2 separate regions of the Mus musculus genome follow, and region 1 is linked to region 2. The links are chromatin contacts, called in public promoter capture Hi-C maps. All regions are on one chromosome and are shown on one strand. Each heading gives the region's core, a stretch centred on a gene start, on an enhancer-like site or on the middle of the called end of the contact. The rest is flanking DNA. Distances are from core to core; before and after follow the strand shown.

Region 1 (6,019 bases), core at 447-2,946, 4.5 Mb after region 2:
CTTCCACTAAACAAACAGCCAGGACCAGGTGAAAAAGAACCAAATTCCCAAGTCAGACCCTCTGCCTGCAAAAAGAACCTTTACTAACATCCTGCCTGCCATTCAGGCCAAGGCCCTGCTTGCTATCATCAGGTCTTCCTGCCATGGGACAACCATCTGTAATGTCCTCACACAGCACTGAAAACAGGTCCCATTTCTACCTCCACCATTTTCACACATGTATACTACTTTTCCAAAGAGAGGTCAGGAGGGAAATGCTGGTATTTTCTCTAATAAGCAGTACACCCACTCAATTATTGGCTGATTGTTGTTGGGTTCCCCCCCCTCTCCATTGTAATCACAAGGGACCGAACTGCAACAAAACCGGAAAACTCAAGTACTGTTACTCGGTTTTGAATAGAGAGGAAAAAGAAGTATATAGGCCCCAAAGAAACTCGACATCTGGGGCTAGAGCTCACTGATACAAGGCCTGCCTGGATTAAATGTCCACGGAAGGTGGGACTGTAATATTTGTCGAGGTGACTTCTGGGGAACGTTTACCTCTCATGAAGCTTAATTTTCCATACAACACTTTGAAAAGCACTTCTTTTCAAAACCTACAAAGCACTCCTCCTGCAAGTAATGTCTGTGAGCACAGGTGGGTGAGCTCCCTCCCGGACCTGGTGGCATGGCCAAATGTGTTTGCTTATTAGCCTTAGGCTTAACCTAAGATCTCTCCAAGATCTGCACCAAATCAAGACCCACAAGCATTCTGCTCACTGGTGGGCATCTGCCGGTAGTTGCCGGTTGGAGGGTTGGGGGCGTTGGGACAGGCAGAACCAACACTACCAACCGCACAGGGACCTAGGTGACTTAAGTTGGGGGGCTATCGACTTGTTAGAAAGTGCGAGCGCCGGGGCGCGCGAGTGGAACAAAAAACCTGTAGCGAGAAGGGTAACACGGAAGTGCTCACTCCCGCCCGCCCGCCCCTCCCACCGCCAAGCAGCCAAAAGCGAGGGGCTTGACAACGTGCTGGGGGGCGCAGGAGGGGAGGGAGTCCCCGGAAAGCGCTACGAATCGGCAGCAACTCCAAACCCGCCCCCTGGCCCGCCCGCCCAGCGAGGAACCTAGGTAGGCCGCGGGCGCCCGCGCCCATAGCCCCCCATCCGGGAGCCCGGGAGGAAAGGGACAGTTGAGGAGCTCGTGCGCTCCGAGGAGGCTGCAGCCCTGCGCGCGCGGCGAGCCGAGGCCCTGGGATCCGAACTGCCACCTCCGCCGCCGCCATCCTCGAAGCCTCCAGGCAAGGCCTCCAGGCCGAGCCGCTCCGGAGCTGCTCACCCGCGCCCGGGCGCTCCGAATCCAGGAACGTGAGCCCCCGGTCTCCCTTCTCCAAGAGAGCAAAGCCGCCGCGAGCGGGCCGAGTCCGTCCCCTCCCGCCTTGGCTCCACGTCTCCGGCTCGCCTGCCCGAGTCCCGACGCCCCGGGAAAAGGCTTCCAGGGTCCCCAGTCCACCCCACCCCCGGTACCGCTCCCACCCGGACCCGCGTCCCGAGCTTGACACTCCCAGCCTCCGCCACCTCCAACCGCAGCCCCAGCCCGCCTCACCTCAGTCGGCTCCCGCAGCGCTGGACACAGGAAACTCCTGGGTCCTCGACTCCGGCTCTCCTCGACCCCCCTCTTCGGTTAACTCCGCTTGTTTTCTCGACAAAATGGCGCCCGAGGTCGCGCGCTCACGTCGCGGCCTTTCCCCTCCCAGTTCCCATTTCACCATTCGCTGCCCGCTTTGGCGGAGGGATGGCCCTAGCGCCCAGCCAATGGCCGCGCGCTGACCGCAACGGCGGTCCAATCGCCGATGGGTACCCGCGGATTTAAACCAATCACACACTAATCACTCGCAGAAGTCGAGGAAGAAACCAGGCTCCTGCTAGCAACCACCAATCCAGACTCCTAGTTTGCGGGGCTCAGGCCAATTGCCGCTCATCAGCCCTGGGACTGGGTCCGAGTCTGGGCGCCTGCGCACCCGGGTGTAAGCCAATGGTTAGACGTTGGGAACTTCGATTTGGGACTCGAAGACATAAGCCTTCGAGGTGTTCGACCTATGGGGACTGGCTGGTCATTGCCTCCGGGAAACAAAAAAATACGGAAGGGAGCTCGTTAATGCATTGCCACCCTGCGCACAAACTACTCTAACTTAGAGACAGGGTGATGCTCGTCTACTTTCCTTCGTCTTTCGAAATGTCACGGTCCGAGAGGCTGTGCGGGTTCCCAGCGGAAGCATTGTCCACCCCTCGGATCTCTTTAGCAAGGAGCACCAGTCATCAGAAGGCGTCAGACGCGGGGCAAAGTTGAGGTCCTTTGCATCCTGGGTTATGTAGTCGCACGCCCCGCCTATTCCTGTCGCAAAAGTAACGTGGTCTCTTCCATCACTGTCTGCGCCCTAGAGCAGCAATGCATGCTGGAGAATGTAGTCTCCCAGATGCCCACCTAATCCTGGCTCTTTTAAAGTTTGTTTTCCATTTGTCTTTTGAAGCAGGGACGCTTTGCAGAGATATAGAAACAGAAGTTCTCCTCCTGCTCTTGGCTATTCTCAAGGATGCCAATGCCTTTTGCTTCTTGGATAAAAGGCTACGTTATCCACTGTGTCCTCCTATCTTTTAGACTTTTTGTTTGAGTTTTGAAACAAGGTCTCTTTCAGTTAACCCAACTGTAGTCCAGGCTGGCCTGAAACATACTAAGAAGCATAAATTGACCTTGAGCTCCTTGCAATCTTCCAAAATACTGAGATGATAATAGACGTAACCTCTCATACCAGTACTATTTGAACTTTAAAGAGATGTGTTAAAGACTTTTATTACTTATTTTACGTGTACAGGCGTTTGCTTGCATGTAAATCTATGCACCATGCATGTACAATGTCCTCAGAGGTCAGAAGAGGATGCCCGTCCCTCTGGAAGTGAACGGTTGTGAGCCACTGGGTGGGTCCTCTGGAAAAGCAGCCAGCTCTTGTAATCTCTGTGCCATCTTTCCAACCCCTAGATGAAAAAAAAAAAGTGTCTGAGTGCTTGCCTATATATATGTTCACCTAGAGAGTGTGGACCTGGTACCCAGGAAGGCATTGGATGCCCCGGGACTGAGATGAGAGTCTCAGCAGTAAAGTTGTAAGCTGCTCTATGAGTGCTGGAAACCCACCCCTGCACCTCTGCAAAAACAGCTCCTCTCCAGCCCCCATCTTGAACTTTTTTTATCAATGTTTTATTTGTGCAATTTAGCAATATGGGGGTTGTTTCGTTTTGTGGGTTTTGTTTTCTTTTGTTGTTAAAGAAGAAGAGAGACAAAGATGAACTGAGACTGTTCTGGAGAAGGGGGAGGGGGACATACAAGTCAACTACCCAAGATCAATTCTGTAATTCTACAACCAGTTTAGTTCAAGCTTCAATTGCCCCCAAACTGAAGGTAAGCTGAAATAAAGCTGATATAAACGGGGCCTCCTAGAGGAGATTCTTAAGCTCACTGCCCATCTCTCCTCGGAGGTTATACATCACTACTAAAATCTGACAGCCATAAAAACTGAGCCAGGATTTTCACAATGCCCTAAAGGTCAAAGTCCTTTGACTGTGTATCTAGGCTGGGTGGTTCTTGTCTTTCCTAAAATGGCTGAGAAGACCTTCATAAAGGATCTAGAAGGGTCACCTTCTAACTCAGCAATTACGAATGTTTGCTTTCAAACATCCTTAAGAACAGGATGTCCTAACGAGCAGACGAGCTCACCTGGCTGATTCTCAGCCTTCTTCCCACCCTCCCTGTCCGACTTTCACAAAATATCCCGGGGCTAAAGTAAAATACAACAGAAGAACTTGGTGTTAAAAGTAAAAAAAAAAAAAAAAAATTTCTTAAAAATTTAAAAGGTTTATTTATTTTATGTATATGGAAGTGTAGCTGTCTTCAGACACACCAGAAAAGGTGCACCCAATCCCATTACAGATGGTTGTAAGCTAACATGTGGTTGCTGGGACTTGAACTCAGGACCCCTAGAAAAGCAGTCAGTGCTCTTAACTGCTGACAGTTGATGGCTCCTGGCGTATATAGAGAGTTTTATAAGTTCACTGTGCTCCAGTGAATGCCCCCTCATCCGTGAGTACGCAGGCAGATCAAATTGGTCTCAAAAAAAAAAAAAAAGAAAGAAAAAAGCAGGCAGACAGAGTGTCTCATACCTCATGACCTGAGCTCAGCACTCACATTTAAGACATTTAAGCAGAAGCAGTCAGATCTCTGTGAGTTCAACCAGCCTGGTTCCAGGACATCCAGAGCTACATAGTGAGACCCTATCTCAAAGGTGGTAGAGGGGAGAGACAGACAGACAGAGGGGACAACAATGACACACACAGGCTAACATCTGGGCAGGGGCCTAAGAGGTGGGATAAATATGATAAAAATACATTAAATACATGTATGGTATTCTCAAAGAAGTAACTGCAATATTGTGTTGGTTTTTTTTTTTTTAAGCCCTCTGAAACAACCAGAAACCCACTTCCTACCTGGACTATATCACTAGCTTCCTGAGTTACGCTGGGTGAGTTACTTCCCCTCCCCAGAGGGGAGTCAGCACAGAGCCTCTAGTGCTAGTCAAGTGCCCTGGCCCATTTATTTGTTCTTTTGTTTGCTTCTTGCATAGCTCTGCTGTGTTGCCTGGGTGGAACTCAAATTCTCAGCTCTACCTCAGCTTCTCAAGTGCCCGGAATCTAGGCACAGAGATAGAGGGTATACTTGCTAGCCAAGATCTGTAGCACTGAGTTCCAACACGGCCCTGTCTTTGTTTTTAATCAGCCAACTTGTTCTAAAAATACTATGTAATCTCATCCACACTTTATGTCCCAGTGAGGTAGGGGCTGAGTTAGTCACTGTTTTTTCTGGATCATAAAACTGAGGCTTGTAGTAGAGCTCTTGTTTTGTATGCCAGCAATAACAAGCTAAATTTAATTTTGGTTTGCCAGGTTGTTTGTTTGTTTGTTTGTTGAGCTGAGGACTGAATCCATTGCCTTGCTTCTTAGTCCTATGCTCTACCACCGAGCAAAATCCCCGAACTCTTTCATGTTTTAAAGACTTAATTTTATGATTGTGAGTGTTGTGCCTGTGTGTTTGGATATGTACCATTGCATGCCTGGTGCTCAAAGAGCCAGAAGAGAGCTCTTGTGGGTACCAGAAGAAGGTGTCAGGTACCTCAACCCAGAACTGGAGTTACTCTGTGTGGGTGCTTGTTACCCAGGTCTCTTGGGAGCAGCAAGTGCTCTTACCTGCTGAGCACTGGGTCCTGGTTGTTTGTTTGTTTGTTTGTTTGTTTGTTTGTTTAAATACAGTCTAATGTAGTCCAGGGCGGCCTTACTTTTTAACAGAGGCTGGCCGTGAACTCCTGATATCCCTTTCTCATGTGCCAGCAATAAATGGAAAGGTAAAGAAGTTAACCTCCTGGCCAAAATCCAATTCTGATCAATGACAAAGAATTAAAGCACAAGTTTTGTGTGGCTCGCTTTTAAAACCCCAGGGGCTGTGGAAGGAACACATGATTCCTCCGAGTAAAGATGCCCAATAGTCCCCATTAACCTGAAACTCCAAGAGACTTTGGAAACTGGGGACAGCATTACCATTGGCTAAGGGAGCTGCCACATTGGGGAAGGTGGCAAAGAAATGAACCACAACCAGAAAAAGCTGCCCCTGAACTCTAGGCTCCAGCTGGGAGAGGAGCGGCCTAACTTTAGGGTAGGGGCATCTGGAAGCTGAGCATTTGGAGGGCTGCCTTCTTTGTGAGCAGTCAAGCAAGGGGGGGAATGGACAAGGTGTGTGGGCTGTCACAGTGACCTGGGAGAAAGCTGTTTCTGTGGTATGAGGGGCCAACAGACAGAGCTAAGTGAGTCTTGGAAAGGGGAAGATAGCAAGAGCTGGAAGAAAGAGGAGTTCCAGAGAGATCCACACGTGTTTAAATGTGCTTAGCTTTTAGAAAAAAATTATCTGTAGACTAGGGATTGACGTGAGTCCTGGGTTCAGT
Region 2 (7,054 bases), core at 3,029-5,528:
AGTCAATATAAAAGACTGAGGGTAGCTACTGATGATAAGGATTGAACTTACATAATACCAAAACCCAGTTTTAAAACACTTCAAATTTATTTGTATTTGAACACCTGACACTGGTTCCATTATCTAAATCAAAGCCTAAACATCCTTCCTTTTAATAATAGGTGTGGGGGCTGGCAAGATGGCTCAGTGGTTAAGAGCGCTGACTGCTCTTCCGAAGGTCCGGAATTCAAATCCCAGCAACCACATGGTGGCTCACAACCATCCATAATGAAACCTGATGCCCTCTTCTGGAGTGTCTGAGGACAGCTACAGTGTACTTACATATAATAAATAAATTTTTAAAGAAAAAAAATTGGTGTGGTCAATTTGTTCTTATATACTTATAATTAAGCCTGGCCAGAGACATTGTTACAATTAAAAGGTGTATGTAGAGTCCTTAAGACACAATTTAACCCTGAGCCTTCTACAAGCAAGGATAGTGGTGTAAGGGTCTGACTAGCTTTGTCACAGACAGGAACTTGGTTCTTCAGTCTCTGGTGTTTGAAAGCAGTGCTTTGCTTTCTCAGTTGAAAATACTCCAGCTCTACAGGAACAACCAAATGCTAAAAGGATAAAGAAAGCCTTTAATGTATATTAATGTGGTTGAAAACTCACTATCACTTGCATAAACACGCCATTTTGAGATACTCTACTTGAAAGGCAAAATATTTAAAATATGGTATTTCCTCCCAAATAAAATGTGAACATAAAGAAGTGTTTTAATGGTGAATGTGATTTAAACCAGGCAATTCAGTTTGGGGGCCTGATACTCTATGCAGTTTCTACTGATGTGTGGAATTTTAAAAAGATGATTTATAACAACTCTTTATCAGAACAGAGGGGGATCTTGCATTTGCTATGAGCTGTTGATAATTGATGCTCGCAGTAAAATACCATATGTGTTTTAAACTCTCTCTCTTGTTTAGTCCAATCAAGAGCTATATAGTTACTCAAATGGCTGGCTTTGTATGACTATCAGAAATACTTTAAATTAAAAGTAAAGAAATTACTGATCAAAGTTCATAACTGTAATAAATAACAGGTGGCCATACCTTGTAACCCTCCAACTCCAAAGAGGTTTAGACCTGTATCTTTCACCGGCAGGTCTCCTGCTGTCTCGTCACTTGGGCCAGACATGGTCTATCTGTGGAGAAAAGAAAATTTAAACAAACTCTTCCTAAGTTATTGCATTAGCTATGCAATGGAATGAGCCAAATAAAGGGGCTAGGAAACTAGAACTTTAATGGACATGTTATTGCCCACATGTGTTGCCTGAGCAAGATGAAAGCTCCCAGTCCAGAAGGAGCACTGCACCCAATCACGAGGACTGTCTTCTGAGCAGAGGATTTACTACAGTCTTCTTAGGAAATGAGTAAGATTATCATCCTTCCTTTCCTTATTCATCTCTCTGAAGCAAAACCAAACCCTTCCGCAGTTCAGAAATACTTCGATCCCTACACTTTTCCTTAAAGAGAGCATGAATTCTCGGGGGAAAAAAAAACAAAACCAAACAAAACGACAACAAAACCAAAAATACCCCCCCAAAAACCCAAAACAAACCACAACTCAGGCCATGTACTCGAGTCAAACAGTTAGTTCTACCTTCTCATAGTTGGCCAAGTCATTAAATTTACCTAATTTTAAAAACAGAGCAAATTATACCCATCTCATAGTTATCCTAAAAGCACGTAAAGGCCTTTAGCAAATGTGCTGGGGATGTCAAGTGTCTCGAAATGCCCACTGACTACATGCTGTGCCCACCCAGGCTGCCCCTTTCAGGCTTTGTGAAGGAGGAGGCACCATTTGTTCACAGTGTGATTTTACTTTGTCTCCCTCCTTTGTTACTTCATGGCTTGTTCTAGAACTTTCAGTTTCTTTTCTCTATAGAGACATACCATAGTAACTTAGTGTTGTATGTGGACATGAATATACAGTGTATAGTAAGCAAATAAATAAGGAAAAACGTACACTCTCGATTTCCACTTTGACCTTCCTAGAAAGGTCTAGATGTGAACTGTTAGTACCCTGGTAAGGAAGAGACTTTCCAGTTCTAGAATGTTGGTTGAAGAATGTGAAGACCAAGACGTTAGAATGCTTGTCCATCTTGTTCACCTGTCTGAGAAGCTGGCACAGAGGGTGGCACACTCAGCGAGCAGCATTTATTAAACAGTCACTTGAATGGATAAAGGGATTGAATTGGATTTCAGTGTCTGAAATTTGAAGACGTGGCTACGTATATGTGCATGAAGAGTCTCTCTTAGAGAGAGGGCCTGGAACTTTGATTGGAACTCATGATGGGCTGAGAACCACTGCTAGGGGCAAATATCTGAAAGAATGTCTGCAGAAGTTGATGCTAACACATATTGTTCACTGTGCTTACAGTGTGCGTAAGCAATGGCTACTCAAATGGTTCCTGAGATACAAACAGAAGCTAAGACAAGCTAGCTCAATTGCTCAAGGTCATTAGATACAAACAGAAGCTAAGACAAGCTAGCTCAATTGCTCAAGGTCATTAATGCAGGAGTTAGTTGTTTGGTGATATTTCTGGTTATCATGACCGAGAAGAAAATTGTTACTGGTCTGATGTAGGTAGATGGCACAGTGAATTCTCCCTCTTTGCTATGATCCACTTACAACCTTCCCTGCTTTCCTCACATATGGCATGCTTTTATCTTGCTCCTAAGGCTCTTCTGTCTCCTCATACTTCAGAGCTCAGTCCAACTGACCTTTCCTTAGAGTTTCCCTTACTGTTCTGTGTTAATTTTCTTCCTGGTTTCTAACTTTTCTTTTTCAAGGGAAGCCCAGGCTGTCTAGGCTGACATGAAATTCACCAAGAACACTAAACATACTGGCCTCAAATTCTCTATTTTTTCCTTGTGTTTTTTTTTTCTTTAAAAAATGGGGGGGGGGGTCATCTCACTATATAAACTTGGCTGGAATTCAAAGATCTCCCTGCCTCTACTTCCAGAGTGTTACGATTAAAGTCGGGTGTCACCATGCCCTGAGTAGACTCTGAATTTGTCCTGAGTGTGCCACCACCCTGCTGTGGCTTATTGCTTACAGCAACAGCCTTTGTCATTATCCCAGAGTTGTATCGTAATTCATTGTCATGTCATGCATTTTTAACCTAGTATATTTTCACACCTATATCATAGTTTCTTGCTTATATCTGTCCCCTACCACTCCCCCCCCCATCTCTCTAGCTTCCTCTCACTGGTCTCCTTCCTCCCCCAAATAGTTCCTCTTCTGCTATCTGATGTCACATAGTAGACATTAACGCTATCATTTATTGAATGAATGAATGAATGAATGAATGCCAGGCACTGAGTTTAAACAAAGTCTCTGCCCTGTAATGGCTTTAACAGACTATGGGAGTAGTCAGATGAGAAACAGTAATAAAGAATAAAAGATAGGCCACTAGAAACTGATTGTGGTGGTGGGAACTTGAGGCAAGACCTATTATTGATTGAATTTGAGACGAGCATGGGCTAAAAAGGCTAGTTTAAGGCCAGCCTAGGATGCATAGGGAGACCCCCTTTTAAAAACTAATCGACAATCAGCAGCAGCAGCAACAACAACAACAGTAACAAGCCAACAACAACAACAGTAACAAGCCTCTTGGGAGGCTTAGGTTCTACCATCCAAGCCCAGTTTCTGGGAAACAGAGTGAAATGTGACTGGGACCTTTGAGTTGTAGGACTTAGGGTTGCCAATTCTTATCAGCTGCGTTTCTGGCTGGGCGGGCGGTCAGGGCGAGTCAGATGCAGGCCTGCGGATGTGGAGGTGTGTCGGGATGGACTGCTTTCCACGCAAGAATCCCAGGTCTATCCTGGGCTTCGAACAGACTCCAGGCTCAGTTGTGAGGCCGCGGAAGAGCCAGCCAACCTGCATTAGCCCCCACCTCACAGAGTACTCACCTCCGCGTTCGCCCTCAGCTAGCTACCGGTTGCTATAGCGCCCAGGGCGCGAGCCTCTGCAGGCCCAGAGGAGCACGGGAAAACAGTGAGTCCCGTTACCCACTGGGAAATGTAGTTCTCCGTAGGGTGCGGGCCGTCGGCGGGTCGCGTAGCGGACTACGCTAGCCCTGCTAGCTGACTGGAGAAATTCAGCTCCGGAGCCCAAGGAGTACTCGGGAGTCTCGCGCAGCATTCTGGGAAGGGTAGTTCTTCTAGGTATTAGAGCAAATGGCTCCAGGCGGGAGAGAGCCGTTGAGAGAACTACACACAGGAGGCGGGGTCCAGGGCGAGGGGGAACACGGCCCACGGTGGCGAAGGCGGCTTTAGTAGCAGCATGAAGCGCGTCCAGACCGCGGAGGAACGAGAGCGGGAAGCTAAGGTATGTGGGGCTCCGGGCGTCTGGGATTCTGTGTTAGTCCCGGGCTAGAGGCAGGGGACCCGCAGACCCGCTGGGATGGCTGAGTGGATGCTCGGCGTTAAGCCAAGGGGTGTCAGGGCCTTGTTTGCAAGAGACCTGCAGACGTGGTGTGAGTGTGCGCGCGCACGTCTGTGCTGTGAATTCATATTGCTCTGGATGCAGATCTGGATACAGTTAGTCTTGGTCAGAAATGAAAAGATAGACATCTATGTCCCTGTCCTGCTTCTGTCCCTATTCCTTGGTTATATTTGTAGCCACTCTCGAGCCTCAGTTTACCAGTTTACCACCTGTGTGTTTTCAGCTCGAGCGCAGCTGAGCCACAGATTTAGTATGGTGACATGTTTTTATTTGGAGCATTGCCTCAATGGCCAGATGACTTGTCTGCGTGGTCAGCACATCAGATACGCTTTACATAGCTTCTGTGGGTAGTACATTCCTGGACTCCGTCCTTGCTGTTCAGCTTTCTGACAGTGGACACTCCTTGGGATGACAGTAACAGCAACGGCGACTTATTTGCAGCATTTTTTTTTTTTTGTATCAGACACCTACATTAAATGCATAATTATTTCATATCATTGCAGCAGATGGCAAGACAGATATTACATAGGTAGAGTATAAACAGTCCGTTATGAAGATGAGCACTGGAAGCTCAATATTTTCCTTTTCCCCCATCCCCAAAGTTGGGACCTATTGATTTGTTCTAACTTATCAGCATTCAGTCCCCCTCAGTGGACACAACAGATTCTGCCCATCTTAAAAGTCTCTCTTGTCTGTAGCTCATTTGGCCAAAGGCCCTTGGCTATGCCGTTTGGTGCTTATTCTATGGTAGGTAAATACTGGCAGCGAGGATCAGTAGGAAATAAAACAGGTACAGTACTTGCTGTCGTAGAATTTTGTCTTGTAAGATTCCTAAGTCAGTTAGGAATCTAAGGGTTTTGGGTCTTGGGTGTAATGGCCTGAGTTATGTATTTTACAGACATGGACACGGAGTCTGGCAGAAGTTGGCCTTTGCTCAGGGCCTTTTGTTTCCTAGGTGGCATTAGGGATCAGGAGCTGCCCCTCTCTAATCTCCTAGCTCCATTTCTAGTCTCTTTGTGAAAGACATTGAAGTACTGGCTGATGCGAAGCACAGGTAGTTGTGTTAAGTCCTAGACAATGTCTCAGTAATCGTAAGTGATTGCTTGACTTTCTGTTCAGCTAAGTTAAGGCCCAGTGTATAGAGAGAATCTTGCAGTCATTTGTTGTGAACAATTTGATAAGTTTTGACTGTACGTATATGCAAAATGTTCCAGTTGCATAGAGGGCATGGCTCTTTTAAAAAGTTATTTCTTTACAGCCGATTTCTTTATTTTACCCCCAGGCAGTCATGCGATCAGTCATGATTGTTGAATCTATGCTTTCTAGAGTTTTTCATCTAAGCCGAAGCAGACAGCATATACCCGGATGCCGTTTTTACTGATCACAGTAATTTTTGAGACCTATACGTGTTAACGCACATGTTATCAATTGTTCCGTTTCTGTGGCTGAGTGGTAGTGCACTTTGTGTGATTCCACTTATTCATTCACTCACCTGTGGCTGGGCATTTGGATTCTTACAGGTTGGAGGCTAACAAGGAAAACAGCCATGGAAAAATCCTGTATCTTTATTTACACTGCGTAATGCGTCCATTTGCCATTTCCCAAAGTATTTCACCTCTGTGTCTAGGCAATTTGTTTGTTTGTTTGTTTGTTTGTTTGCTTGCTAGGGCCACCTTTGATGGATATTGTATGTGTGTGTGTGTCTGTCATCTGTGTACGTCTGTATGCATGTATGCAGGTGCATGTGCTGGTGTGTGTCTGTCAAGATGAAAGCTCCACACTGAGTTTCTTTTTCAGTTGCTTTTCACCTTATTTTGGGACAGGAGCTCTCCTGGAACTCAGAGCTCACTCACCGAGCTGCTCACTCACTGAGCTAGGCTTGCTTCTCAGCAAGCCCTGGAGATCTTCCTATCTTCACCTTTGCTGAGCTGGCATTTCAGGCCTGCACTGCACTTGGCTTTTTACATGGGGCTGGCGATCCACACTCAGGTCCTCTCGATTGTGGCAAGCACGTCATTAACTGGGCCATCTCTAGCCCCAGAACATTACCATATAAATAGAATCATGTATATGTGACCTTTCTGTTTGGCTGCTTTCACTCACCATACGTGTTCATCCATGCCGAGGTTCGTAGATCTTATAACACTTATCCATGCTTCCCATTACCCAGTAGATGACATTCCTATTTCTGGACACACCACTTTTTTTTATATTTGTTTGTTTATTTACTTACTATTCTTTTCTGTTGCTGTGATAGAACACCACAACTAAAAGCCAGCAGGGGAGGAAAGTGTTTATGTTATCTTCACTGTCTTGTGATAATTCATCATTGAGGAAAGCCAAGGCAAGAACTCTTGGGAGGAACTGTAGCAGAAACCCTGGAAGAACATTGCTTACTGGCTTGCCCTTTTTGATAGTGTCCAGGACCATGTGCCCAGGGTGGCACCACCCACAGTGGGCTGGGTCCTCCCATATCAATCATGGATTAATTATCCACATACCCACTGGCCAATCTGCTGGAGGCAGTTCCTTAATTTAGATCCCCAGGTAACTGTAGTTGTGT

Evidence for each region. Promoter capture Hi-C pulls out the DNA fragments that hold promoters and counts their contacts.
Region 1: a contact with region 2 is called in a promoter capture Hi-C map of pre-B cells, with 3 times the contacts expected there. The contact joins the promoter of Cnot1 here to the promoter of Fto in region 2. A contact is called at or near these places in 1 of 39 promoter capture datasets (pre-B cells) and 1 of 484 Hi-C or Micro-C datasets (CD4 T cells).

What each region holds. Positions count from the first base shown.
Region 1 is chr8:95,805,749-95,811,767 of GRCm38.p6, forward strand. It overlaps Cnot1 (CCR4-NOT transcription complex, subunit 1), which reads right to left and starts at 1,697. Exons shown (of 49, transcript NM_001372353.1): 1 at 1,585-1,697. 4930513N10Rik (RIKEN cDNA 4930513N10 gene) reads left to right here and starts at 1,082. Exons shown (of 4, transcript NR_015574.3): 1 at 1,082-3,432; 2 at 4,483-4,549.
Region 2 is chr8:91,309,247-91,316,300 of GRCm38.p6, forward strand. Fto (fat mass and obesity associated) reads left to right here and starts at 4,279. Exons shown (of 9, transcript NM_011936.2): 1 at 4,279-4,374. The coding sequence starts at 4,330. It overlaps Rpgrip1l (Rpgrip1-like), which reads right to left and starts at 3,976. Exons shown (of 26, transcript NM_173431.2): 1 at 3,957-3,976; 2 at 1,092-1,183. The coding sequence starts at 1,176.